3 separate regions of the Mus musculus genome follow, and regions 1 and 3 are each linked to region 2. The links are chromatin contacts, called in public HiChIP or PLAC-seq maps. All regions are on one chromosome and are shown on one strand. Each heading gives the region's core, a stretch centred on a gene start, on an enhancer-like site or on the middle of the called end of the contact. The rest is flanking DNA. Distances are from core to core; before and after follow the strand shown.

Region 1 (3,888 bases), core at 693-3,192, 440 kb before region 2:
GCAACCTGAGCTCTAAAGACTATTTTGTACTCTGTTTCCCAGCATGGAGACATTTGGAACAATAAGCAACAGCTCACAAAGACAATCAGGCACATAGTAAAACAAGGCCGACGGACATTAAGGGAGTATTTACTCACTTCATATCCTCTTACAACAAAATAATCCAGAAAAAAAGCAAGCCTTCATGAAGAGGTCAAGAAATTGCAAGGTTTGTTCTCTGTTCGCAGGAATGTGAAATGGTCCAAACTTGGAAACAGTCTGAAGTGACTCCCATAGTATTCAACCATTACAGTACCAAAAGGAATTGCAAGCAGGTCTCAGAGTGATCTGTATTTCTATGGCCAGAGCATCATTCCCAATAGTCAGGAGGTGGAATCAGACAGAGTGACCACAGACAGATGAATGAAAAAGCAAATGAGAAACAAATGCTAAAGCATATGCTCATGGGTAACTTTTATTTATTTGTTTTTTCCGAGACAGGGTTTCTCTGTATAGCCTTGGCTGTCCTGGAATTCACTTTGTAGACCAGGCTGGCCTCGAACTCAGAAATCCGCCTGCCTCTGCCTCCCAAGTGCTGGGATTAAAGGCGTGCGCCACCACACCCGGCTTTATGGGTAACTTTTGAAAGCACTATGTGTTGTGAAATAAATCCAAGCCCTAAAGAACAAATACGACATAATTCCATTATACAAAATAAGTCTCATAGTGAAGTTCAGAATGATAGAAAACGAAATGATGACTTGCAGGGGCTGATAAATGCACTCAGAGTTTCTCCTTCGCAAAGTGAAGAGACCTGGAGATGGCTGATGGTGCTACAGTATGAATGTACTTAATGTCACTGAGCTGTGCATGTAGAAAAGTAAAAGGGAGGCAGGAGGGAGGACATGGGGTGGGGGGGAGGGATAAAGGTTCTTAGTAAGTACCCACTGGGATACAATTTCTACTTCAGAAAAACCTGGGACACTCCTATCACAGTCACTGCTACTGTCACCATTTTACAGAGATGTGAATGGAAGTAGACGTGGAATGAGTAAAGTGTTTGCTCAAAGCTACACAAACAGGAAGTGGCTGGCCCTGGCTGCACATTCAAACTGTCTAGTGAGGGACTTCATAATGTTTCAAACTATATTCTGTCACTTCATAAGCTGGACTGTTTGCTGTGACCCAATGTCAACTTGCAATACCAAGCAAATTAAGACCTTTACTTATTTAAAACTTTTATGGTTGGTCTGTACTTCTGGGATTATAGAAAGGGTCATTCTCTGTCTCTCAGAGTCGTACATTTATGTACCACCATGAATTATATTTACAGTGTTTTTATCATAATGTTCACAGTTTAATTTATTGAAGTTATATATACTTCATGTGAGGTTTGTCTAAGATTCTTGACATATTTGCTATCACATCCCCCACATCGTAACATCCTGATTCTCACTTAAAGCTAAGTAGTTAAGTCATACAACTAGTAAAACTGAAAGTTGCTTCTTAATGTATTCAAGGCCAATATGTATCCCATAATGCCATACCACTCTCTGTTGCCCAACTTTTAATATGCTTACAAGTCACTCAGTTTCCTAATCCTGAGTTTGGCCTTGACTCAAATATCCTTTTAGATACTAGCAATGCCAAGTTATCTTTTATGCAATATATATATTTTGAAAATCTCTTTTCAAAGACAATATTGTTATCAGTTATCTTACCAGCAAGAGCTAGAAGGTGGGACTAATGAGCTCTCACGTCTGACATCTCCTAATCTGTGATTCTCTTATGTAACAGGGTAAAGACTAGAAGCCTTATACAAAAGGTGGAGAAGGAAAAAGGGGAGCATAATTTAGAGGCAGTGAGCTTCCTTAAAACCTTGATGTCTTACTAGAGCCTAATAGGTCTAGCTTTAAAAGTTCAGCCTCTTGGTTTTCACATAACATACCCTTGACTGCGTTTATTATTAATGATCTATGAGGGATGAGGGGGAAAGTCATGTGAATGGAATCCAGAAGCCAAACAACAGCCTCTCAGAAGCAACTGAATCTCGTCCAACTGCAGCATAATTTGGGGAATGAGCTAAAAAGCAGCGCTGCAGAAAATCCGGAGCATTAAATTTAGAGATTTAATCTCTAAAAAGTGTCGCTGGAAATTAGATGGAGAGACAGGTAGAGTGGCGCAGTGTTAAGGTGTGTTCACGGTTTCTGTGTAACCCTGAACTTTCAATCAGTTGGGTCTGGAGGCTCGGAGGCAGATCTCCTTCTTCATCTACTGTTCCCTGGCTCCCTGGTGCTGGCAAACTAAGTCAGGTTTGTGAAGGGTCAAATGTATTGAACTTCTGTCAGACTTTCCAGGGTGGGTAAAAGTCAATGATTTTCATCTTAATCCCAAGGCTACGGTGTGTTCAAATTGGGAAATCTACTCCATATGTTTGTGATATTAGTTCACAGAAGTCCTAAAATGTTTCTTGAGTTTTCCAAGTTTCCTCACCTTTGTAGATTTGCCAGGTTTGAACCATTACAATTATGTATTTGACGATTATTAGCTGACACTAGTGGCCTTTGTGACAATCTAGTCTTTTCAAAGCACTTTTAAAACTTCAGTCTCTTTTACATCCCATGACACTGTCCCCTGTGCAGACACAGTAGCCTAGAGAGGTAAAGGTCTTCAAGTGTGCCCAGTTCTCTATGCCCACAGCTGGGGACTAGACAGAGACTACCCAACTCCAAAATTCAAGTTCTGTTCATCACTAGTTCTAAATCCAGATTTTTTTTTTGATGTGAGAATAGATATTATGTCTAAAATACGGACTATGCCCTGGTTTGAAAGGACAGAGAGCCCTGCAATGCTCAGCCTAGCACATTTCCCAGGTGACCTTGCAGAGATGGTAATATCAGATGGTTGGTAACTTATACAGCAGAATCTATTTATGTTGACTTTTGAAGCTGTAAATTAAATCACTCTGGGTGAAAGAAAATATAAGCAGTTTGAATTTGAACCCAAAACTTTTTTTCTACATGGGTGCTGGTACTTTGAGTGTGGCCCTCATAGTTAAACAGCAACTGCTACTAGATACTGAGCCATTTACCAGCCATAATTTTAAAACAACAACATTTAAAAAATTACTTTGACTCCTTTTCCTTTACATTAAATTGTTCTTTCAAGTGTGGTAAATATTTCCAAAGTTTCTAGAATATAAAGTGCAAACTGTTTCCCCCATAGCTGACATTTGCTCGCTTGGCAAACACTTGAGATCACTTTTTTTTAAGCCAACATGGAGAGATGATGTTGCTTGATCAAGAAAGCAAGAGAGATTTACAGGGCCAAGCTGACTTGCTGTGACTCACCAGCTCCTGACTTTGTTTGCATGAAGTTCTGTGTTATCTGTTATCTGAAGAAAACAGATATCTGACTCACTCTGGGAATATGCTAGCAGAACCTCCATCTAGCACAATAGAATATCACCAGCCATTCTCAAGGGCAAGAACTAAAAAACATGACAGCTAAAAGGTTAGAAGAGCAGAAAATAGTTTTAAGCATCTAGTCTATGCCAGATCCTGTGGCCAGTATTTCACAGAAGGCTAAGGTATTTCTTCTGGGATCTCCCAAACCTTCTTGGCTTTTTAGGTTTGGTACATTTGAACCATTGCAATTATGTATTTGATGCTTATTGTTGAACAAAGGGTGACCTTTGTGACATCACCTCCTACATAGGAAATGAAAGCTTTAGATAGAGCTAAGCTCTAACTCTAACTCCTTCTCATTTCATTAAACAGTGGACCTACATTTTAAAATGCATATGAAATACTCACTTAACTGGACTTCCATGCCCTAACAGCTATGATGAACGAATTCTTATAGAGTAATTCACACAGACATAGAACTTACCCAGTAAACATATTTTTT
Region 2 (3,699 bases), core at 204-2,703:
GTAGTAGCAAAAGCCTGTAATTGCACCTCTGTGAAGAGGCGGAGGCAGGAGGATTAGTGGAAGTTCAAGGCCAGCCTGGACCAAGCCTCAAGTTAACCAGAGTTATAGAGTTAAGACCCTATTTCAAAAGTAGAAAGGAAGGGGGTGGAGGTGTGTGCGTGGAAATTCCTTCTCTCTGTGTTGATATGGGGAGGTGTCTCAAAGCAATTTCACCAATCACTTTCAAATGAAAGGTTTGGATAAGGTAACAAACCACGACAGCCAGATTACACCCTGTAAAGGCTACCAACCAGGATAGAAACAAAGAGTCCTCTGGCCCTTTAACAAACAGCTAAAGATGTTCTTATCTGTAGCTATGTTTTTTAATCGTACCTGTACCTCCCCAGTGGATAGAAGAACACACTGTACCATGAATTATTATTTTTATACTCAGCACTTCTTCAGAACTGAAAAAGATCCATTAGGGAATCTTTTGCTCCTTAGACTGCCGAACTTGATATGACCAGGAGGCCAATGAATGCTGGTATTTCAACAAACTCAATCTTTTAATGACAGGTGTCAGGGAGAACAGACAGATACATAGATACATGGGAGTCACAACTATCAAGCTGTCCAGGATCTGTCTCCATGTCTTCAGTTCCTCCTCCTCCTCCTCCTCTTCCTCCTCCTCCTCCTCCTCTTCCTCCTGCTGCTGCTGCTCCTTCTTTTGCTGAATTTACAAGACAGCATGTCTGAAGTCTCAATCCACAGTTAAGATATTAAGTGAACCTAACACAGCACAGCACACACAGAGGCACAGGAGATCTGGCGCTGCAATCCATCTAGGCCTTTGACAGCCAATGTTTTGTAACCTAGATAGAGTATGGGGTAGAGTTGGGTTCTCTCATCTCTCTTTTCGAGAGAGCATGAAACATTGGCTGATTAATGAATTTATATTAAAGCAAAAATGTTGCAGAGATGAGAAGCCCAAAATTCTTCACTGGAGCACCCTATTGATGTGGAGAAAGTTCACAAAAAACCAAAACCAAACAAACAAACAAAACCCTCTGATTTTGGACAAGAACCCCAAAGTATACCATCTTGTTGTAAAAAAGAAGGTCCCCACAGTTGAGCTCAGAGCCTGTATTCCTCAGTAGTTATCTAATCCAAGTCCAGCTGTCTCCTCTTCACCTCCATTGCCACCAAAAGGACATCAAGATGCTCTAATCTGTTTGGTCCAAATGGGTAAAGTATCCTCTATGATTATGCATGCAACGTCCACACCCACCACTTTGTCATAAATAGTACATGGGGCATGCAAAGACACCAAGCCTCTGGGCACACCAAGCACAAATAAGGGACCTGGCTGCAAGCTGATGATTACCAGTGGCTAGAAGACATACCTTAAGAGTTCTGTGTGATGGCTCAGACAGTAAAGTCCTTGCCATGCAAGCTTGAAGTGAGTAAGCCAAGAAAGCCCAGACTGAGTGTTCATTCTTGACATGGGAAAGTCATCAATGCATCAGACCCACAAGAGGCAAAGCCTTCCCCATGTGAGGCTCAGAGATCAAGAAAAGACTTCCTCTGGTTCAAGTATTGATGCTGACATCGTGTGCAGAGATTATCAACCACAGCTTCTTCCTCCCAGGATGACTGTGGCCTGAGACTGTTCACCTACAGGATCTCCTACAGAGATTAGCAAAACCTGCCTCCTTGTTCAGCCATTAACCATAAAGCCACCTCCTCAATTCAGATCTAAAAAAAAAAAAAAAACACACACACACACACACTGAGTTTCATGATTGTTTCATGATGGTATGTCTCCATTATGACATGCATGGCCTAACAGAGCCCAACTTTTCTGTCCATGAGCCTGTGTGCCTCCTCTCTCTTCAGTCCCTCATCAATCCAGCCAGGGTTTGGGGACAGGAAAAAAAAATAAAACACACAGATGAAGCAGACAAAGCCTATAATCCTTTGGGGGTTGGGGGTGGGAGTGGGGAACAGGAGGATCTCTAGGGCTCACCAGCCAGCCAGTCTTGCTCTATCATTAAGCTCCGGGTTCAATGAGAAACCTCACCTGAAAAAGTATGGTAGAAGGAAATTGATAGAAGACATCCCAGGCCACTCATGCACATAGTGCACTAATTCTTACACATATACACACAAAGAAGCACGAATATATGGATGGGTCAGCCACTGAACGCACATCCTTGAAGGCTTGGGGTTTTGAGCTAGTCTTTGCTAAATAAGAGCTGATGTACCTTATCTGATGGGAAAGGCAGACTCTTGGCAAAATTTTGTCCAACTAGGACAAAATAAACACAAACAGATTATGTACAAGATTAACCAAGTGGACCGATATGGCTTTAGCAGAAGCTTTCAATAACTAAGGTGAGAACAATGGCTGCCATTAAATAAAAAGGGAAAATTGAGAAAATTATTCCTTTACTCATTGAGTAATGATTTTGTTTCTCATATAATGAAATGGAGGGACATATTGCTTTATGCATGAATTCATCAGCCCTTACTCACCGACCACTGACTCTGCATAAGCCACTGTTCTAAGTTCCTGGAGAACAGAATCAGGGCAAGCATACAGGACTCCCCCCCCCCCCCCCGCCCCAACCGCCCCCAGAGAAAACAGCCTTCAGATAAAGAGTTTGATTCATACACATTCTAAACATAAACCGTGACGTCATTTCAATTCCTTTCCTCAAACCACAAAAGACATTTTCAGTTCTGTAAGTTAGAAAACTTGATCTGCCAGAGGAGGCAGGAATTCGGGCAGATGAAGGATGTCTTCCCACACTTGAGTCCTTCTACTGTCTTGTGGATGCCAAGTTAAGAAACTGACTGAATGTGCATGTCGAGACTGTGAAGGCCAAAGCCCACTTGGTAGGAAACAAAATAAATCTCTTTTCTGTGTATTTGTGAGCTATGGATTTTGTTAAAGAATAGAGATTATATGGACAACAGGCCAGCACTGCCTGAGCTTCAGGAAGCTTACTTTTAAGATGTATATGTATGTGCACATAAGTTAATCATGTGTGTGTGTGTGTGTGAATGCTTGTGGAGGCCAGAGGACAGCCGCTAATGTCATCTTTAGGAACACCATCCACCTCTTCTGATACAGGGCTAATGGACACAAAATGGTTGCACAGAGAGTTCCCATGGATCCTCGTGATTCTGACTCCCTGGCGCAAGACTTCCAAGCATGCTTAGGTCCTCAGACGCCTAAGTTATCTCTGCAGACCAACTCATCCCCTTTTTAAGACAGGGTAGTCTCATGTATCCCAGGCTATCATAGAACTCATGGTCTAACACAGGATGTACAGGTGTGCTAATAAACACCTTAGTCCTAGAACTCAGGAAGTCCAGGTGGGAAGATCAAAAGTTCAAGGTCATCTCCAGCTGTATCCTGCACTAAAGGCCAACCTGAGCTACATGAAACTCTGTTGTCATCGTCATCATTGTCGTCGTCATCATCATCATCCCAGAAAAGAGGGCTCGACAGACAGATAACTCAGCAGTTAAGAGCACTCGCTATACTTCCAGAGGACCCAAGTTTGAGTTCCAGCACCCATATGGTTGTTCACAGTTTGTCTATGATGCCAGTTTCAGGGCACCTGACCCCCTCCTCTGCCCTACCAGGCATGCGTGTGGAGCACACACATACATGCAGGCAAAGCACCCCACATAGCAAATAAAATAAATTTA
Region 3 (4,038 bases), core at 1,145-3,644, 290 kb before region 2:
CCACGGGATGGTGGATAAAAGCATAACTCAAGAGAAATGTAAGCTTCAGGATACTGTCCTAGCTACAAATAAATAGCCGAATGCTCTTGTCTCGCACTAACTTATTTTCTATAACCCTCTCTCTTCCTTATACACACAGAGATGAGAGATGCAGAGTAAAACTAGGTGTTATTTACATAATTACAGCTGGGCTGTCAACGTCATCAAATTGCATCTCCACTCTGCTTCAAACCATGTAGACTCTGATATACTTGTCATCATTACTGTCCATATAAATATGTCTGTCTTAATGAACAAGACACTGCTCAGGGCTTTGCCACCCCTTGAGTCCATATGGCTTATACCTTAATGATAGCAACTTTCAAAAAGGATCTTTTCTCCACATAGTTCTTGGCTGTTCAATGTTCATTAGCTGAATTATTGAGGTGAAGGAGACCTTGGACCATATAGGAAGGCTGGTAAGTCATGTTTTGATAGCAAAACCAGTTTGGAAATGATGGATGGAGACTGGGCAAGGCATCCCTAAGGATGCATGTTCACTTTCACTAAATTAGATTTTGTTATAAAGGGGATTGTCCTCCCCACAATCATTTCATTTCCAACATTAGGTTTTATTTATAGTTTTCTACACTGCTCTACACATCTCCACATCTTAAAATAAACCACCCCCCCCTTTTTTGACATAGACACTTTCCCCTTTTAAAGAAAAGTTTGTGTGTGTCCATCAAAAACACCATTGTTCTTCCCACTCATTAAGGAGAGGAATGAAAACAGGGCAAGCTGAGCGACAGGAACAGCTGGAGAAAGCAAATTACTCAGACCATCATAGCCACACACTACCAAAGGAGTGGCAGGATGCTCAAATTCAGGAACATTTTTATTTCCACAGTAAAAGGAACAAAGATTTTTCCATATAGCATGACATCCATGCAGAGGCAAAGCAATGGTGCAAAATATCACGCTGGCCAAATGTCACAAGAGTTCCCTTGAGATCGCAATAGTATAAACTTTGAAAGGTCCCACTATCACTTTGACCTTCTCACAAGCAATAGACATGAACTCTTCCAGCCCCTAAGAATAGGAGCCCACGGGAGAGGAGAGATGGCTCAGTGGGTAAGAGAAGCTCAAGAGAAGCTGATGGGAGAGGAGAGATGGCTCGGTGGGTAAGAGAAGCTCAAGAGAAGCTGACGGGAGAGGAGAGATGGCTCGGTGGGTAAGAGAAGCTCAAGAGAAGTTGAATTTGGTTGCCAGCAACCACTCAGAGTGCAGCACTATTTTGTATAATCCCAGCTCCAGGGAATTTCACGCTCTCTTCTAATCTGTACAGCTACCTACAGAGTGTCAAATACAAACACATACATATAAACCAAATAAAAATAAATCTTTTCAAACAAACCAAGGGAACAGTAGAACCTTTTTTTCTGAATTGGAATCTATGCTCTACCATGGCTTTTTAATTTTTTTTAACACATTACCATTCCGGTGAGGAAAATAGTTATTTCCACCTCAGAGATTAGATAATGGATGAAACAATTGGTCCTCCTGCTAAGTGCCTGAATAGGATTTCTACCTGACTACCCAGTGCCTTCCCTACAAAATTATCCTGATCCAACCTGTTTCCAAATGTTCCCTCACGGAGAGAAATGAAACCATAGGTAAAGAGTCCCTACAGTAAAGATTTTCTTAGGGGGTGAAGCTCACCAAGACTGAACCGCCAAGCAAAGAGCATCATTCAAGGGCTAAACCTAGGCCACCTATATATTTGTGGCAGATGTGCAGCTTGGTCCTCATGTGGGTCCACTAACAATTGGAGAAGATGCTGTCTCTGGCTCAGCTGCCTGCTATTGGGTTTCTTTCCCCTAACTGGACTACCTCATTGAGCCTCAAGTATAAGATGTGCTTCTATGCTTCTATGTGTGTCTATGCTGCCAACTGGGGGTTCCAGGGTGGTGTGGCCCCCTAAGGGGAGCTTCCACTTGTCTGAAGGCTACAGGGATAATGGGTGGAGGGACTTGTAAGAGTGGGAATGGGCGGAGAGAAGGGTGGTGAGATCAGGAATAACAGAATTTCAAGATCTGTCCCCGCACCCCCCCCCAAAAAAAAACAAAATAAAAATTTCAGAATACTTTTACAAAAGACAAGTTCGCACAAAGAATGATGATGAGCATTGACTGTAGAATCTAAGTCCCATGTCTTGCTCAGGGATTGCTCATCTGGGGACTCCAAGCCAAGCTTTTGTTTTTCATTGTAAGGAGTCCTTTGATTCTCATTGACGCACAGGAGTTAGGGAAGGTTGTGCAACACCACATGAGGCTGACTTTACCACACAGGGGAAAAAGTGCCAGCCAGACATACAATGTCCACTAATAATGAGTCAGGGACATTATCAAAGACCTTTCTGTTGACTCCTTTACAAAGGAGCTTGGTGTCAACAAGGTTTCAGAACTAGGAAATGACACAGAGAGGGACAGTCACTTCCTCATCAGAGAACACACATTCGCCAAAATCTGAGGTGCCTACAATTCTTTTAACAAATTACATGAACTAGAGAAAGTTTTCAGTAAATATTCATTTTTAGATCCAAATGAAGAACTATTTAAAGGCTACTCCACTCATATAGTCAGAGAATACTGCTATGTGTAGTTAATACCTAGTTAACACCATTTTCTTGGCATAAAAATGTCAAAAATAAAAGGGAAAAATGTCAGTAATGCAGGAGGGAAGTGGAAATGGAAGAATCAGGAAAAATAATCACATATAATACATAATCACAAATAAATAATCACACATAAATACATAAAAAGAATACGAAGGCCCTCCTAACAAAGCCACTAGGAAGCTCTCACACCAAGTGCATGCTTCCTGTCTGCCCTGTACTCTCTTTCACAAGGTGTTCACAGGTCTCTTATCATCCCAGAAATGAGTAATGTTATACACCGTTTCGGTCCTAAGTTGATTACAAACAACTTGTGTGAAATACAGGGACTTTCTTAATTATTAAACACTGGTAAAGGCCTTTTTTAATATAGGTTGTACCATGCAATCATTATCAGGAGAAAAAGAGTGTGATGTGAAGCCTAAGGATATGGAGTTACTGAACAAATAATGGGGAAAACTGTTCAATCAATTGGGCTTCTTATCAGAAGTGGTCTCCCAATGTAGTAACAAATACCAGGAAAACTTATATTCTCTCTGTCTTTCCGTCTCTCTCTGTCTCTGTCTCTCTGTCTGTCTCTGTGTGTGATGTATATACATGTATGTGTAGATGTCTGTACATGTGTATGAGGCTAAAGGCCAACATCAGATGTCTCCCTTGAGTGTCTTCCATCCTATTTTTGAGATAGGATTTCTTATTGAATCTTGAGTTTATGGACTCCTTAAGCCTGGCCAACCAATGTGTTCCACGGATCTGCATGTGTCTACCCAATTCAACACTAGAATTAAAGGCTCCAACTATGGAACCTGACTTTTAGGTAGATATCTATTATATGAACTCAGATACTTGTGATTGGGAGGTAGTACCACAGCAATAGAGCCCTCTTCCAAGTATGCCAAAAATCATTTTAAATGGTATACATGCTGCAGCCATTTTTCTAACATTACGAGTCAGTGGATGTCATTTGAACACTTTTTAAAAGTGATGTTTGTGTCCAATGATGGCAAATATAAAATGCACAATAAAAAGGATTTCCACTACAAGAACACAAAAATATGGGCTTACTTACTGTATACCTTTCGTTCTTGACAATTAATGGATATGGGCTAGAACTGTGGTTCTCAACCTTCCTAAAAATACAACTTTTTAATATAGTTCCTCTTGTTATGGTGACCCCCTCAACCATAAAATTACTTCGTTGCTACTTCATAACTATAATTTTGCTACTGTTATTAATCACAATGTAAATATCTGATATTCAGGATATCAGCTATGTAACCCCCCAAAAGGGTTGTAACCCAAAGCTTGAGAACCATTGGGCTAGAAACACTCTTGAGTATTAAACCCCCAATCATACAGACATAAAAATAACTGCAGAATAA

What was found. HiChIP or PLAC-seq counts read pairs in DNA pulled down with a chosen protein or histone mark.
Region 1: a FOXA1 HiChIP or PLAC-seq map of pancreatic cancer cells shows a contact between it and region 2. The contact joins two enhancer-like sites. A contact is called at or near these places in 1 of 484 Hi-C or Micro-C datasets (the N1E-115 cell line) and 1 of 115 datasets of contacts at active chromatin or transcription factors (pancreatic cancer cells).
Region 3: a contact with region 2 is called in a FOXA1 HiChIP or PLAC-seq map of pancreatic cancer cells. The contact joins two enhancer-like sites. A contact is called at or near these places in 4 of 115 datasets of contacts at active chromatin or transcription factors (CD8 T cells, bone marrow-derived macrophages, double positive thymocytes and 1 more).

Annotation. Positions count from the first base shown.
Region 1 is chr13:28,310,314-28,314,201 of GRCm38.p6, forward strand. No RefSeq gene overlaps it. Among named protein-coding and RNA genes, the nearest start is that of Gm34385, 17 kb to the left of the region's middle. Within about 2 kb of position 1,943, at least 37 of the 459 cell types and tissues checked have an H3K27ac peak or open chromatin away from gene starts, as enhancers often do. A contact at or near this core is called in pancreatic cancer cells, where this site is marked.
Region 2 is chr13:28,748,473-28,752,171 of GRCm38.p6, forward strand. The region is part of intron 3 of 2610307P16Rik (RIKEN cDNA 2610307P16 gene); the gene reads right to left. Among named protein-coding and RNA genes, the nearest start is that of Mir6368, 39 kb to the left of the region's middle. Within about 2 kb of position 1,454, at least 10 of the 459 cell types and tissues checked have an H3K27ac peak or open chromatin away from gene starts, as enhancers often do. A contact at or near this core is called in pancreatic cancer cells, where this site is marked.
Region 3 is chr13:28,455,282-28,459,319 of GRCm38.p6, forward strand. No RefSeq gene overlaps it. Among named protein-coding and RNA genes, the nearest start is that of Gm40841, 36 kb to the left of the region's middle. Within about 2 kb of position 2,395, at least 27 of the 459 cell types and tissues checked have an H3K27ac peak or open chromatin away from gene starts, as enhancers often do. A contact at or near this core is called in pancreatic cancer cells, where this site is marked.